Linked DNA regions of Mus musculus: region 1 is linked to region 2. Evidence: chromatin contacts called from public capture Hi-C data. All regions are on one chromosome and are shown on one strand. The core of a region is the stretch at or near the end of the contact, and the rest is flanking DNA. Distances in the headings are between cores, read along the strand shown. Region 1 overlaps Setd4 (SET domain containing 4). Region 2 has its middle 83 kb from the start of Gm30474.

Region 1 (5,404 bases), core at 1,414-3,913, 540 kb after region 2:
AACCCTTTCCTCCCCAACTTGCTTCTTTTCTTGGTCATGACGTTTTGTGCAGGAATAGAAACCCTGACTAAGACACACATGAACTGCTTACAGTCAGAGCCACCACAAGACAACTACAAGGACTCAGAACAGGCCAATCTCAAAGCCAGCCGGCTTCCTAACTCACTGGACAAGTCCCCACTCACACTTTTCTTTACAGAGAAATCCCTGCATGCATTTATCATGTGTTGTCAGTGTACCACATACATACGGAAGGGCAGAGGGCAAATTACCGGAGCCAGTTCTCTCCTTCCACCCTGGACGTCCTGAGGCCTGAACTCGGGTCACCAAGCTTTACGGCAAGCCCCTCCTCCACCCACTGGCCCGTCCCATCTCGCTGCCCCAGCTCTGGCTCTTGTGTCTCTAGGAAGCATACTTGATATTCTGCCTTACGAAGGCAGACAGTGTCTCCTGAGAGTTACTATACTATACTCGTCCCAGCCTACACAGATGAACATAAGCCGGGCACTGAAGCCTCTGGCGGCTTGCTCAGGGCTTAGCTGCTTCTTCTACCTGAGTGCTGAGTAAGTTTCCACTCACGACAGGCTTACTCCCTCTGCAGCAACAATGACGCCTCAGAACAAAGATGCCTGCTTCCTCCCAGCCGTGACACTCACACTCATCCGCTAAGCAGCTCTCTTCCCACTCCACCGTCCTGGTTCATGACCCGGATGAACCGATCAATCAGTATCAATCAGTTGTGCTGATTTTACTTCAACAAAGAAATTCCACTCAGGAAGCGCAGGCAGGCTCTGCCTGAGAAACTGAATGTTGCCTAGGACAGCTCTTTCCATTAGAACGGGAAATAACCACTATCAGCCAGTCCAACCTGCCGAGACAGGAACGCAGGCGTGAGGATTGCGGACGGAGACAAAGCCATACTCCAGGAGCAGCCTCTGGTTATCATGGGGGCCGTAGCAGATGAACACCTCCTGGTGCTTCCTACAGCGCGAGGCTGTTCTAATCTCATAGCACCTGGTTTTCTCGTTAAACGCCGCTTTTACCTACAGGAGAAGGTATGAGAGTCCTCTTGTTAGCGCAGGCCTAAAGGCTCATCAAGCCACCATGGTAATTTCAGTACGAGGCAGTGTGACACGCTCAGCAGGGAGACTCCCACGGACAGAGAATCCGACTCCTGCACTTCAGCCTGTTCCCTCCTCCATCTCGCCCTTACCCAGGTGAGGGAGGAACTCCAGTCATGGACTCTGAAAATGACCAAGCGTGACATCTGTTGGGAGTTGATCTGTCACAAACAGCCTAAGAGAAGAAACTATGGCAGTACTAAGACTGTTGTTAGCAGTTGCAAAGGCTCCACCAACTGTGGTCTTGATCACTGGCTGTTATTTGTTAATAGTTCTTTAAGGTAAGAAAGGTCTTTTGTAGCTCAGGACCCTCAGGCTCCCACCAACTATGGCTGGGGCTTTCTATGGTCATCTATAGAATCACCAAGGTCCACAAATGTCCACAAACAGCAATAAAATCCAAGTGAGGCTGCTGGGGAATGACTGAGTCCCTGTGTCCAGCCTCACATGCTCTGTGTGCCCAGTGTCACTGCCTGGATCGGGGAAAGGCCTGGCTCAGCACAGGGCCCGCAGGCCTGGAGGGCAGCGCAGTGCAGAAGCTCAGCAGACATTTGCTAGAATGACGACAGGGCAGCATGAAGGCGGTGGCCCGGCACATCCACCTGAAGCAGGCTACACCTCCACTACCATTCCATCCTTGACTCAGAACCCTTGTCCCTACATGGCAGGCTTCTGTAACGGCAGGACCTGTCTCCATGCCGCCCTCTCACCTGCACATGTGGGCTGTGATTCAGCAGGTCCAGGAACGGAGCAAGCGCACACGTGTCCGGCTCTGCGGAAAGGCACTCCTGCCTCCTGGACCTCAGGTACACAGCCCTGGTGTTCACCGTGCACCAGGCCCACAGGAAGGCTCGGTAGCTGAAAACGCTGTCCACAGGCTCTGCAAACAGAGGCTGCAGGGTAGAGAAGAAGCCTCTAGCGGAGGTAAACAGGTCCTGCACTCGGGCTCTCTGCTCTTCCGCCTTCGCCTTTAAAGGGCTGGGAAGAAGATCTACCACTTCCGGCTCCAAACACACCGGGCAGGTGTATGACTTGGGTAAGATGTCCAGGTAAGACTTCCAGAGGGACCGACAGCCGGCATGCTTTTCTGAGACTAAGAAAGTACACAAGGCCAGCAGAGGAGACACAGGAGGCTTCCACCTGGTGAAATGAGGAGACAGATGGGAAGAGTTAAAGTGTGGACTCTCACAATGTCGTCTGCCTCAGAGGGGCTGTGTTCAAACTGTCAACTCTCCAAGACACAGGCATCTTTCCTAGGGCCGTGCCTCTCCCGAGCCGCCACTTCCGTGACTAGCAGGTAAGATTCACTCCCGTTTAAAAACCCAACACCTTGTTTCCAGCCTGGTTCTCCTGCTGAAGGCTTCTGAGTTTTACCGTGTAAAGGTAAATAACACAGGGTAAATAACACAGGGTAAATAACACAGGGTAAATAACACAGGGTAAATAACACAGGGTAAATAACACAGGGTAAATAACACAGGGTAAATAACACAGGGTACAGAGGGTAGAAGGACAGAGCCACGCCAGCCAACACAGTGAATGCTGGCTCAAGTAACTATTTCAATTTAAACTACTACTCATTCTTTGCCGGGTGTGGTGGCGCACGCCCTTAATCCCAGCACTCGGGAGGCAGAGGCGGGCGGATTTCTGAGTTCGAGGACAGCCTGGTGTACAGTGTGAGTTTCAGCACAGCCAGGGCTACACAGAGAAACCCTGTCTCGAAAAACCAAAAAAAAAAAAAAAAAAAAAAAAACCAAACCAAAAGGAATCATTGTTTAGTAACACAAGGCACATTCCCATTCCAGTCACTGCACAGGCATCTGTGGCTCCTGGACAGTGCAGAACAAAGCAGCCACACCTTTGCTGGGGGTTCTACTGGACGGCACCACCAAGACAGAACTGTGGAATCCGAAACTCCCAGGTTCTAATACAAATCATGTAGCTGCTGAATAATTACTCATAATTCAGTCCCTAAGGCACAAACAGACTCAGAAACATTACCGTTATTCTTCGAAGCCCAAATTCCCATGTTACCACACACTGTACTGCGATCTGAGTGACTCAGAGAATAAGGGCCAGAGAGCATCTTCACTTTGCACAGGCACATAGAGAGCCAGGGGTACAGGGTTCATAGAGAGCCGGGGGAGGGGCCTATAGAGAGGGGGGGTAATGGGGTTCATAGAGAGCCGGGGGAGGAGCCTATAGAGAGGGGGGTAATGGGGTTCATAGAGAGCCGGGGGAGGGGCCTATCGAGAGGGGGGGTAATGGGGTTCATAGAGAGCCGGGGGAGGGGCCTATAGAGGGGGGGGGTAATGGGGTTCATAGAGAGCCGGGGGAGGAGCCTATAGAGGGGGGGTAATGGGGTTCATAGAGAGCCGGGGGAGGGGCCTATAGAGAGGGGGGGTAATGGGGTTCATAGAGAGCCAGGGGAGGAGCCTATAGAGAGCTGAGGGGTAATGGGGTTCATAGAGAGCCGGGGGAGGGGCCTATAGAGAGCTGGCGGTAACGGGGTTCATAGAGAGCAGGTGGAGGGGTATCCACTTGGGTTAAGGGTCAGCACCATCTTTGAACCCAACGTAGAAATAATTTCTGCTGAGGCTCTCCCTCCTCTGACTTCAGGGATGCTCTGAAAGCAAGGCTCACCACCACATGCCCAGGACGTGGCTCTCAACCTACAGCACCTACCCTCCCCCATTCCTAACTAAAGCTCTGCCCTAAGGTCAAATCTGTTCAAAGGTGAAGAAGCCAAGCTGGTACAACAGGGTGAACCTGGGACAGTGGCCTAGCATCTGCCAAGCTTTCTAGGGTAGAAGGAAACAGCCACACCATTGTCACGTACACCATCCCATCCCATGCTCACTTTCTAGTAAATAGGGGACAGGGTGAGCACCACATCCTAGGCAGCCTGGAAAACCTTGGAAACACAGTTCACACTGAACCAAGAACAACCCTGGAAGAGAATAAACCTTCAATCGTACTAAGTATTTCTCGGCTAGCCGAGAGCTGGGTCCTCACGCCCTGTGCTGCCGACGTGGGCTGTGAGCAGCACTGGCAGACACCAGGTGTGAGGTGTGGTCACTTACTTCTTAATGTAGGGCCCTAGGGAGCTTCGAATCACAGTGTCCGTGGTGAGCAGACAGCTCTCAGGCAGTGAGATCATCACCTGGCCCTCCTTGCCAAAGAGAAAGCAGAGTTTAGGAAGAACACTGCGGAAGTAAAACCTCAGCTTTACCAGGACAAGCAGTGAGGATGAGCATGGGCTTCAAGATTAGCTCTGATTAACCAAAGACCAGCATCGTGGAGATCAGATCTTCTGGGGGCACTTCCTCAGGGTCAGCACACGGAGGCTGGGGCCCAGTGGGGGAGCCAAGGCTGCACATCAACAGGGTAAACAACGTTTACGTAAGTGTCTGAAGCAACAGCTAAGGCTTGGCACTGAGACCCAAGAGAGGCCGCTGGTGACGGTGCAGCCTCTGTTGCAATGGAAATGCCAGGGCTGAAGGGCCATGGGAAGAAACAAGTTTGGCACTGTCAGAGGCCAGGAGAGGACACTGGTGAAGGTACAGCCTCAGCTGCAGAGGAGATCCCAGTATCCTGGGGATGCCAGGACCATGAGGTGACCACGAGGGACCGCAGCAGGAGTGGAGTGGAGCTGGCCTCAGCCTACAAGACAAGCTGTGGGTGTTCATGGATGGCAGAGCCCAGGAGATCGCGAGTGAGCTCCAGATGCCAGACAGCGAGCTCCAGAATCAAGAGGTACAATGCAGGACTTAGGCTTTGATTGAGCATGATGTGTCTTATGCCTTGGTTCTTCTCTTTCGGAGTGAGACAGCATTTAACTTGTTTTTCTAAGTCTCATAATTTTTATTATATCACATATTTTCATTGCATTCAACAAAACTCAGAATCTCTTTGAATCAGGTTCAAATCTATACAACTAAATCAGCCAACAAAAAATACTTTAAAAAAGAAAAAGAATTCAAACCACCAAAAGATACAGTATATATATTCACAACACATATAGAAGTGGAAGCCAGGCTGAGTGTGGTGGTGCACGCCTTTAATCCCAGCACTTGGGAGGCAGAGGCAGGTGGATTTCTGAGTTCGAGGCCAACCTGGTCTACAGAGTGAGTTCCAGGACAGCCAGGGCTACACAGAGAAACCCTGTCTCGAAAAAACCAAAAACCAAAAACCAAAAAAAAAAAAAAAGAAGTGGAAGCCAACAGAAAAAGACAACTAAGTAACAGACATACAAACTCCCGGGATCTGTCCATGTTCTCCTT
Region 2 (5,558 bases), core at 1,195-3,694:
CAGTCTGTTATAGGCCTCTTAACTGACTATGACAGGGAAACACATTCTCACATTTTCATCCCTCCTCCCTGTCTCCATGGCTCCGTGCTGCTTGCTGTCTGTCTCTCTGATCAGCCCATATATACCACCACCTCAAGCATCGGCATAAATACAATTTTTATATAACTTACTGTCTTTCACAAGCTATATGGGCATTACTTGGGGTTGAAATTGGAATATGTGTTAGGTCACAATCTCAATGCTTAAACTGAGATGTTTGCTCCAGTGCCCCAGTCTTTGGGTAACGTCCTTCACCTGTTTCCTCCCATTCTTCTGCCACCCCGACTCTGCCTATTCTGGCCTCATTCATGCCAGAAAAGAACAGCCTGGCTCTCTCCTTGTTCTCTTTTTCTGCTCCCAGACTCCCCACCCCTCTGCCTGGCCGTCTTCAGAAGTCGGAAATATTTTTTTTTATAGTCACATTTACACAAGGAAACAAATGAAAGGCCTTGCACAAGGATAGCCCACAGTAGGGTAACATGAAGCAATTCCCCACCAATCTTGGCAATCAGAACTAATTAATTAAGAATTAAAACATGGAGATTAGTCTAGGAAAAATTAAGTGGCTCTTTATCTTAGCGAAGGATCTCTGCCAATTGCACAGCTTAGCCTAACTGGACAAGAGACTCTGAATAATGTTCTCATCTACAACATTGCTTGTAAATAAATTAGGAGAAAATCAGTTTGTTGGAAGCTCTTAAGTAGAAAGAAGATGTGTCAAGTCTAGAAATCAGATCCTGGTAAGTGCTGTCTAAGGCCGATTAAAGCAGTAGACAGTGCTGGCTAGAGTACAGAGGGACTGGAAAGCCAGACACATGCGGATATGCATTTTGGCTTCGTCATTTACTATGTAGGCAACGGTTGCACCTTTATTATGTCCACCAAAGAGACAGACTCAAGTCTTTGGCACTAACACCTGTGTGTAGTTTTACTTGGGAATAAAGCCTATGCAGATGTCATCAATTTCAGGTGAGGTCATTAAGGCTGACCATCATCCTCACCCATCATATAATGATGGCCTGAAACAAGGAGAAGGAGTTTTGTATATAGACACAGAGAGGAGAAAGTCGCATGACCACAAAGCCACCTAGAGAAGACTATCATGTGACTCCAGAGGCCGAGGCTGTAGAGGCACAATATAGACCAAGAATTGCAAAAGTTCCTGTTCACTCCTGGAAAAGTAAGAAGAGCAGGGAGGGGGATCTCAGAGGAAACATGGCCCTGTCCTTACCTGTCCTGAGATGCCTAGCTTCTCAAACTTTGACATACACAGTCCTGCTGTTTTCAGGAACCCAGTTTCTTGGACTTAGTGGTGACTTGACACCTAGTTTGAACTGCTGTAATGATAGCCCCAGGAAATCAATCAATACTGTCCATCTTTCCACTGGCATAAAATGCAAATCACAGCACCGATGGCTGTATTTTCCTCATGAACTTGTTCTGCGGATTTGATGAGCAAATGTGTGTGCTACATCCTTCACACAGTATCTGGCCTCTGTTGACTGCTCTGCACATGTGCTTTTATTAACATGTTACCTACCATCACACACATGTAACTGGGATCTCTGTACACCACCTAGCTCACCCAGAAACCCAAATATGCCAGCCATCTCTACAATGGCCACCGTGACATTTCTATTGGTAAAACTAGTCACAATTGTTAGCTAACATTTGAATAGACAACTTTGCATAAGAAGCTATGAAATAACTGGATTATAAGGAAGGAGCCATTCACCTTGAGCCATTGAATGTCACCTTGATGTCATCTTCACCTACTACATTATTGTCCCCCTTATCCAGAAACCTGTCCAGTGGAATGTTCAATCAACAAGATCTAGCTGGTCCCTCTGGACTTGCAAGCTCCTTTGTTTGTATTTGGTTGCCATGGAAACAGACTTGGCCTTGGCATTGTTGGCCACACCCTGCTCTGACAATGGGAGCATCACCAGTTTAAGCAGCTTGAGTACTCTATGTCCTTCTCCACTTCCATTCTCTGTGATTTATTTTCTAAAATAAGCATACATTATTTTAGCAATTAAAAAAGAAAACGGGTTCTTTTAATAATCTACTTCAGTGGCAAGTTAAAGTAAAAACATGGCTGAAAGAAAGATAAATTGTAAAGAATTCCCTCTACTTCTGATGCCCTTGTGTGGGGTGTGCAAAGTCATTGTAAACTGCATGGCCTAAAGCCACTTCAAAGAGCCTCAATTTCCTTTCCTGAAAATGGTGGCACTGAGGACCCAGCTCTCAAGGCTTTTGTAGAAGCTGGACTCATAGCATGCCATGTCACCATTTGTCCTGAGGTGGCTTCCAAGCCTCCCTCCGTTCTCCTGCTTACAGCGTCTGTATAGACGGCCCTGTGCTCAACAAGAGCAGTCTTGGTTTTATAAGGTAATGACCTCTGACCTTCCACTTTGTTCCTGAACCAACTAAAGCTGGCTTACAAAATGCCTTCCCCAGATCCCTGAGGCTGGAGCTGTTCTAGGTTCTCTCTCGCCCCAGTGAGAGTCTCCCCCACCCCCAACATGCTTCTGATGAATAGTAACAAAATAAAACCAAAAAGTAACAAATAAAACGTTATAAAAACACAGAAAAACAGGAAAGGCAACAGAAGAAGAGGCTATAAAGACATAGGAGGACTGTTACTCATCTGTTACTGGCTCAGACGGAAGCCCAGGATGGAATTGCTGATTGCCTAATGAACAGGCCACCTGGCAGGACTGAGGGTGGCCAGGCGTCCTCCTATAAATGCCTTCAAAGTAGATCTATTCTTGGTTGAACCTTCAGGTGTGTCCAACCCACATGACACTTGGCTGGTAGCTTTGTCAGTGTCCCTGAGCTTGTGAGTCAGCCAGATTTCTGACCTTCAGAGACACTGAGCCGGTGTGTGGCACTTTGGGACACTCCATCAGAATGTGCACATGCACCCCTTACTGCTTTGTCCCCACCCTCCAAGATGGCCGCAACAGCAGTTCTAATTTATTCTGCGAACACATACGTGCAGACCGAGTCTACTTCACAGTGATCGGTCACTAATCTGCCTTAATTTCCCATTCAGTTCCCCCGTGCTGCACACACGTCTGCAGCTTCTGTGGAATTCCCTTCTTCATCTCCGAAATGACGGATTTGCACTTTTCACACTTGAGCTGCAGGAGTGTACAAAGTTTACACTGAACTAAAGCCTTCTTTGTGTTTCCCACTTCTGACTCCCTCAAACATACAGCTGCACCGTCTTTTCAAATCCTCACTAGACTGCTAATTTAAAGAGAAGGAATTAAAGAATCTAGCTCTGTCCACATCTCCAGAGATCTGTTTTATAATAAAATTCTTTGATAACGTTATATTCCTAAAGATAAAGTAAATGTAACCTTTTACCTTATTTTGCTCAATTAGATTGTTCAGAAAACCATAGTGGTGCAGACACCGTGAAATTTAACATTCTAATTCTGATGTTGTGTATTGTTTTACCTAACATTTTGGAAGGTACCTGCCCCTGACCTGAGTCAAGAAGTCACCTTTTTTGTTGGTAATGGAATGGCATATTTTATTTTATTTTATTTTTAAAGATTTATTTATATGAGTACACTGTTGCTGTCTTCAGACACACCAGAAGAGGGCCTCAAATCCCATTACAGATGGTTGTGAGCCACCATGTGGTTGCTGGGAATTGAACTCAGGACTCCTGGAAGAGCAGTCAATGCTCTTAACCGCTGAACCATCTCTCTCCAGTCCCTGGAATGGCATTTTTAAATGGCAGTTTTTATAATGGTCGTTAGTGAATATAAAGACAGTTCATCATCATCCTTTAAAAATCACAAATGTATAATGTCTCAGTAGGTGAGGTGCTCATGCAGCAAGCATGGAGATGTGAATGAGTGTGGGACACCACCCCCCCAGCAGCCATGTGAAGAAGCCAGGTACAGTTCTATGCCCGTGCCTGAAACCCTGGTTCTCAGGGCAGAGACATGTAAATCCCAGGGCTTTGCTGACCATCATCCTAACCAAACTCTCCATCTTCAGGTCACTGAAAGATATTTTAAATAACAGAAAAGTGATTGAGGAAGATAGCCCTACTCTGGCCTGCACATGTGCCTTCACAGGTGAACACACCTGCATACCCAGCTGCAAGCTGACTCTCCCCCTACCACACACATATTCTCTCTCTCTCTCTCTCTCTCTCTCTCTCTCACACACACACACACACACACACACACACACACACACACACACACAGAGACAGAGACACAGACAGAGAGACAGACAGGCAGAGAGAGACAGACAGACAGAGAGACAGAGAGAGTCAAACAAAAGCTTATCCTAACATGGATCTCAACACCGCCTTTCCCCTCTGAGTGATGCTGTACATGAAAGGCCAGTCACAAAGGTACACGTTGCCACATCCTTGGGCTGCAATGTCTTCTAGGAAAGTCCATGCAAGCCAAGAAGAGCTGCACTCCTGAATTGCCAAGGTAAGCACAAGTGTAGAGAGGCCCCAACACTGACAGTGTGCTGGCAAGAAAGTATGGGGAACTGGCTTGCCAATCAGGATATCTATCTATCCATCTATCTATCACTATCCATTCATCCACTCACCCATCCATCCACCCATCTGCCCATCCACTTACCTACTTACCCAACCACTCAACCCACCCACCCGCCTGTCTGTCTGTCTGTCTGACTGTCTATAGCATTGAGCTTTCATGAGATAGGGTCTTACCATTAGCCCTGCTAACCTTGAACTGCAAATTCTGACCGACATGTAAAAATACATATCTCTGATATCTTCAAACTCTCTCAGGTCAGCTAATGGATCGGAATAGGAGCAGGGACATTGGAGAGGACTTTTACCCAGTTGCCAAACATTTTATTATTGTGATAATGCAAGTAATTTTAGAGAAGGTAGTCAAACTGTAACACATTTGAATGAGTGCTTTTGTTCTTAATCTTTAATTAAACACATTTGCTCAATTCTCTGCCACGAATAAATCATAGGATTCACACTATATGCTATTTTCCATGAGGCAAAATTGCCAGCTATTTATACAGGTAAGTAAAAATCAGTTATCTTCATTTTTACACATGGTAAATGATTGTAATAAAAAATTAATGTTTTTTTTTTTAGATCAAGAAGTTAGTTACACAATAACCCTGAGAGCGTATTCTTCTGCCCCTCTCTACTCTGGAGTCATGTTCCACTGTCAGGCTCCCACTGGTAGCAGACAGTGGGTTCTGAGAATACTTCTGTCTTCAATTTTCTTTTTTTGAGCTGGTAACATTTGTTTTCCCAGTTTCCTTGGCTGAACACTGTGCAGAATTGAGACATAACAAAATAACTGCAAGAAAGTATTTCCTGTAACTATGCCTGCAATGTCATTATATTCAAATAACCCACAAATTATAAACAAGGGTGGCTTTTCTCCTTCAGTGAAAAGACAAACAAGAGATTCACAATGTCACAGGCTCCAGATTGACACTGGAGGATAACAGAAGTGGAGACTCTTCTCTGCGAATGGAGCCCA

The links. Capture Hi-C pulls out chosen DNA fragments and counts their contacts.
Region 1: a capture Hi-C map of embryonic stem cells shows a contact between it and region 2, with 4 times the contacts expected there. The contact joins two enhancer-like sites. A contact is called at or near these places in 1 of 115 datasets of contacts at active chromatin or transcription factors (bone marrow-derived macrophages) and 3 of 9 other capture datasets (adipose tissue, embryonic stem cells and liver).

Annotation. Positions count from the first base shown.
Region 1 is chr16:93,589,043-93,594,446 of GRCm38.p6, forward strand. It overlaps Setd4 (SET domain containing 4), which reads right to left. Exons shown (of 12, transcript NM_145482.3): 6 at 4,205-4,293; 7 at 1,832-2,261; 8 at 869-1,043. Among named protein-coding and RNA genes, the nearest start is that of Setd4, 12 kb to the right of the region's middle. Within about 2 kb of position 2,664, at least 27 of the 459 cell types and tissues checked have an H3K27ac peak or open chromatin away from gene starts, as enhancers often do. A contact at or near this core is called in embryonic stem cells, where this site is marked.
Region 2 is chr16:93,045,832-93,051,389 of GRCm38.p6, forward strand. No RefSeq gene overlaps it. Among named protein-coding and RNA genes, the nearest start is that of Gm30474, 83 kb to the right of the region's middle. Within about 2 kb of position 2,445, at least 9 of the 459 cell types and tissues checked have an H3K27ac peak or open chromatin away from gene starts, as enhancers often do. A contact at or near this core is called in embryonic stem cells, where this site is marked.